Linked DNA regions of Sus scrofa: region 1 is linked to region 2. Evidence: chromatin contacts called from public HiChIP or PLAC-seq data. All regions are on one chromosome and are shown on one strand. The core of a region is the stretch at or near the end of the contact, and the rest is flanking DNA. Distances in the headings are between cores, read along the strand shown. Region 1 holds the start of PARP16 (mono [ADP-ribose] polymerase PARP16). Region 2 holds the start of PDCD7 (programmed cell death protein 7).

Region 1 (2,777 bases), core at 268-2,767, 150 kb after region 2:
TTTTCAATACTCTGGAAGAATTTCTATAAAACTGGATTACTTATTCCCTCAGTGACTGATAGAACCCACCAATGAAACCAGGTAGTCCTGGAGTTCTAAGGGAAAATCTTTGACTACTACTTCAATGTCTTTAATAATTGTAGGTTTTGATCAATCAATTTGGTTAAGTTATATTCTTCTCGATAATTCCAAACATTTAGATTATAAAAATAACTGATACCTGGAATGCTGACCCTGAGGTGAACTCTGCAAGAAATTGAGTGCTTCGTGAATCATCAAGGAAATAACAGCTCACATGTATACTGTACATGTTATAATCTACAAAAGTACTGCGCATATATTACCTCATCTGAAGATGGAGGTCTGGGTGGCGTTGGTGACTTCTGGTGTCTCATAACTTGCAAAGGGATAACTAACTTCCGGTTGAGCAGAATCAGCTGACGCAAATCAACTCCCCATTACTGACCACACTAGGAAATTTTGGGGAAGCCTATGCAATTGCTGATTTCCTCACTTCACCCGGGGAGTCACTTGTATTAACAAGAGGAAGCAGCCACCTGGTGCTTTAGAAGTGTTCTTAACGCCTAGAAACCTTTCCCCAAGGAAAGTCTGGGGCTGGCACCTTCACTAACACGGATTCCAAGGGCAACGTGGTCTGGGACGCCCGGGTCAGCGCCGGGAAAAAGCACACTTACCAGGGCCTCAAAGTCCTTGCAGTCGTGGCGGGCGTAGGACGCAGGGAAAGGCCGCAGAACCGAGTCGCGCTTGTAGCTCTGCAGGGCCGAGGCGAAGAAGCTGCAGCGGAGGTCAGCGGCCAGCACGTCGCGGCCCGCCGCCTCCCTGACCGCCGCCCAGCCTGCGGGTTGCATCTCGGGTCGCCGCGCGTTGCCGGGAGAGACACGCCGGGTGGGGGCTAGGGCCGAGCCTGCGGTCAGCGCGGAGCTGGGCCCGTGGACAATGGGCTGGACCCGGCCCGGGGTTCACGGACTTGGGGTGAGCCAGGCAGAGGGATGAAGTGACGCGGGTGAGAACGTCCTGACCAGAGTCTCCTGCGGCGGACCGGCCAGTTGAGAAGAAGAACCGGCAGGGACCGCGGGTCGGCGCGGGGGTTGGGCCTGGGGATAATGGGGCCGGGCAGCCGGGAAATCCCAGGCCTGGGGGAGGGGCTATGACATGGGATGAGACGATAACGTACTGACACCTGCCTTCTGAAGGGACGTGGCGCGGGGAGCAGCCCCTGCGGGGACCGCGAGCCCCCTCCCCGTGCGGGGCCAGGCTGAGAGGCCGGCGCCGCGCTGACCCTCCTGCCCCGCCTACGACGGTCGCCGCCTAAGTCCCGGCGCTCTCCAGGCTGACCTCGGCGCTGCCTGCGTTCTGCCAGCGGTGCGCGGCGGCTCGCAGCGTGTCGCCTGCCCGTGGGACTCCCTCGCCCCAACACGTGCCCAGGCCTACCTGCCTGGCCCTCCCCTCTGCCTGGCGCCACCGGCGCCCTCGAGCTCCGCCCAGCCCAGGGAGGGCCCGCCCCCTCCCGAGCCCGCCTCCGCCACCTCCTCCGCGCAGTTTGTCTGCTGTCCCTCCGCAGGAGAGCCCTAGGCGCGAGGTGTGCGCCCCCTCGGAGGTGCCCTCGCCTGCTTGGGAACACCCTCAGGGAAGGTTGGAGTAAAAGCTAAGCCAGGCATTCTTTCCCTTGCCCTTGTCTCAGCTCAAGGCTGAGCCTGCTGGTCTTCTCTGGGGAATTGCTACCACCTACTGCCTAGGACTTGAATCGATTCTCTGAAAAACCGCTGTACAAGAGAAACTGAGCAGGGCCGTGTGGGCTCCTCCACACAAACTTTTCTGTGTCCCCCATTTTTTGGTTTCCATAAATAAGCTTCAGCTTCCATGACTTTCCCTGAGTTCTAAAGGGCAGGTTCAAACAGTAGCTAATCAGGGAAGTGAGGGGATGCAGAGACAGGTAAGAACAGTCAACTAGTGCAGCCTTGGGGCAGTGTCCAGGTTTCTCTTGAAGGAATATCCATTACAATATCTTTGAGTTCTTTTGCAGAACTAAAACCCCCAATAAGGGTGTTCCCACAGTAGCCCAATGGTCACAAACCCGACCAGTATCCAAGAGGACACAGGTTTGATTCCCGGCCTCACTCAGTGAGTGGGTTAAGGATCTGGTGTTGCTGTGAGCTGCGATGTAGGCCACAGACATGGTTTGCTGCAGCTGTGATTTAAGCCTGGGAACGTCCACATGCCGCTAGTGTGGCCCTAAAAGACCAAAGAAAAAACAAAAACACCCAACAAATGAAAATTAGAGAGGAGGATCACCAGTCCTGGGGCCACTAGATTTGAAGAATACAAGCTTGCATCTACCCTGAGCCTTACCTGTGGCCCTACCTTCTACTCCCAAACTATAAGCCCACTTCCTGTTCTCCCCCAAAGGAGGGCACAGCCTTTAGGGCATTAGCCTGCTGTGGCCTCCTTTGCCCAGCAAAGCAATAAAGCTATTTCTTTCTTTTTTTTTTTTTTTTGTCTTTTTGCCATTTCTTGGGCCGCTCCCGCAGCATATGGAGGTTCCCAGGCTAGGGGTCGAATCTGAGCTGTAGCTGCCAGAGCCACGGCAACGCGGGATCTGAGCCACGTCTGCGACCTACACCACAGCTCATGGCAATAGCCGGATCCTTAACCCACTGAGCAAGGGCAGGGGTCAAACCCGCAACTTCATGGCTCCTAGTCGGATTCGTTAACCACTGCGCCACGACGGGAACTCCCAATAAAGCTATTTCTTTCTC
Region 2 (2,853 bases), core at 269-2,768:
TGTCCTTTCAAGAATGTTATATAGGGAGTTCTTTTGTGGCTCAGCGGATTAAGGATCCGGAGTTGTCACTGCAGCCTCTTGGGTCGTTGCTGGGGCAGGGATTCGATCCCTAGCCCAGAAACTTCCATGACCTGGGTGGGGCAAGAAAAAAAAAGTTATATAAATGGAATCATACAGTACATAACCTTTTGGAATTTGCTGTTTTCACTCAGCGTAATTCCTTAGAGATACATCCAGGTTCTTGTATCAGTGCTCCTTTTTATTACAATAAAAGTGTGCAAAAGTGTGGATAAAATGAAACTACATTTTGTTTTAATCATTCACATGCTGAAAGATATTTGATTTGTTTCCATCTGGGGGCTATCATGAATGAATCTGCTATAAACAGGTGTATACAGTTTTTTGTGCTAACACAAACCATTTCCCAGGAACAAATGCCCAGAAGTTCAGTTGCTAGTTCATATGCCAGTTACATGTTTATTTTTTGTCATTTTAGGGCCACACCTGCAGCATATGGCTCAGATCTAGTGTTGCTGTGGCATTTGTCCGCAGCTGCAGTTCCAATTCAGCCCCTAGCCTGGGAACTTCCATATGCCATGGGTGTGGCCCTAAAAACCAAAAAAAGAAAAAAGAAAAGAAAGAGCACCTTTTCCAATACTAAATTCCCATGTTTATCCATGAATATTTGAGATCTATTTCTGTACTTAACATTGTTTTCCATTGGTCTGTTCATTCATGCACTGGCATACACTTAAGTATTTAAAGGTTTATAATATTTTTAAAATAGAAGATGCAGGTCCTCTTCATTCTTCAGTGTGTTGGCTAAGTGGAGAGGCTCTGGAATTAGTCTACCTGGGGTTAAACCCTGGCTGCTACTTACTAGTTGTATGACCTTAGGAAAGCTACTTAACCATTCTGGGCTGAAGAAGAGTTGATAGGAGTATCTACCTCATAGAGATGTTGCATTAGATGAACAGAGCAACACAGAGCAAGCCCTGTGAATTTGCATTGTCATTTTGCTTGTTTACCATTTTTTTCCAGATGAACTTTAGAATCCATTTGCCTAGTTTCAATTTTAAAACCTGTTGGCATTTTATTGGAATATTAAATTTATAAATTAACAAAGATAACAGACATCTTTATAATATTGAGTTTTCCAATTGAAGAACAGGGAATACCACTTTTCATCAAGTTTGCAAAAACACCTATCCATCCACTCTTCCACTTAAATTGCTATAATCTTAGTCTAATTCATCATCTTCTAGTCAGTTTATTATAACAGCCCTGAGTGTCCCTGACTACATCCTTGCTCTTCTATAGCCTGTTCACTACACTGCAACCAGAGTGGTCTTTTAAAACATAGTCTGAATATGCTATTTCTCTGTGTGAAACCTTCCATCAGCCTCTCTTCTCAGAATCAAAGCCTGGAAGGGAATTGGAAACAGCAAGATGAACTTGTAACTTATTGTAAAGATGTAGGCTCAAAGGGGTTATGTTTTGCATGCTGATGAGAAGTGATCAGTAAAACGGGAAGAAAATGATGAGGTAGGAGATAAACAGCAAGTGCTGAAGAAATGTCCACAAGTAAACCTCTAGTTATGTTTCCCTCCATTTACCTAAGAGCTTTCCCTTCCCAACAATCTAAAACACACATCTAGTGATACCCATCTCCTGCTTAAAACCCTTTTAATGGCTCCCCCTACTTTCTGCATAAAATTACAACTAACCTGGCATACAAGATGTAATTTTCCTTTTAAATGTATGGAGCACCAAATACATGAAGCACTATGTAGGTGCTGGTTATAGTTACCAAAATAGGCATGGTCTTCACCCTAGTGGGACTTATGGTACAGTTGGTAAGACAAGGAAGAAATAAGCTTGGAAGGTCTTCCATGAAATAGGAAATACTAGGCAGTGTTCAGATGCTGCTGGGAATGTTTCAGTAGACGACCGATAATAGAGATAATAAAAGAACTGAAGGCCTTGAGATACGAGAGGGGATAATGGGATCCCCTCATAATAAAGTAGAATGACTGAGTTTTGATAAAAAAGAACTTTCAGCTATAACTGGAGAGAAAGGTTGGGTGCTGAAGAAGGTAGATTTACAGATTTGATGGTGGGAAGACGAGTTCCATCTTTTGACAGTTTCTCAATGAAAGGCAAAATTTTCAGTTGGATGGAGAGGGGAAAGAATATATTAAATGGTCATCTCAGAGGAGTGACATGAAGTTGTACTTGCCTATTTCTCAACTCCTAAAACTCCCTAGTTGTTTTACATTTCTGAGATTTTGATTTAATTTTCGTTATTCCTTTCTGGCAAACTCCTACCTGTTCTTCCAGATCTTTAGAGACTATCACCTTCTGTGCCACCACACTTGGCACCTATCTGACTTCCATTATTATAATGCATTGATGTTTGTTTTTACCTCCCGTACTAGATTAGTAAGCTTCTTGGAAAGCTTGATCAGTGTTCCTAGTGTGGGACCCATGCAGGATAATTAATATAAACAGATCTTTTTTGTCTGTGGAATCTACAACTAGGAGAATTTTCTAGAGGCATATCAAAGTGTCAAGGATTAATCAGTCACTAGAATAAAGCAGCCCATGATATATGAATCCTTTCCTGAGACTGCGGACTGAAGACCGCAGACTGGTGACCACGGACCTGGCAACTTTTTTTTGAATGCCAACACATGGAGAAATTTTTGCCTGTCATCTTTGGTCACTATCACATCCTTCGTGCAAGTGTGAAGAAAGTTCCCTTTCTCTTTCCCTGCTGCTGCCACAACAAACATATATGAAAAAAACTGATTTAAAAAAAAAAAAAGTAATTTTTTTTTTAATGGCACTGCA

What was found. HiChIP or PLAC-seq counts read pairs in DNA pulled down with a chosen protein or histone mark.
Region 1: an H3K27ac HiChIP or PLAC-seq map of alveolar macrophages shows a contact between it and region 2. The contact joins the promoter of PARP16 here to the promoter of PDCD7 in region 2. A contact is called at or near these places in 1 of 5 promoter capture datasets (liver), 1 of 47 Hi-C or Micro-C datasets (liver) and 1 of 2 datasets of contacts at active chromatin or transcription factors (alveolar macrophages).

The regions. Positions count from the first base shown.
Region 1 is chr1:163,318,530-163,321,306 of Sscrofa11.1, forward strand. PARP16 (mono [ADP-ribose] polymerase PARP16) reads right to left here and starts at 1,518. Exons shown (of 4, transcript XM_021100127.1): 1 at 696-1,518. The coding sequence starts at 869.
Region 2 is chr1:163,171,010-163,173,862 of Sscrofa11.1, forward strand. It overlaps PDCD7 (programmed cell death protein 7), which reads right to left and starts at 1,519. Exons shown (of 6, transcript XM_003480441.4): 1 at 1-1,519.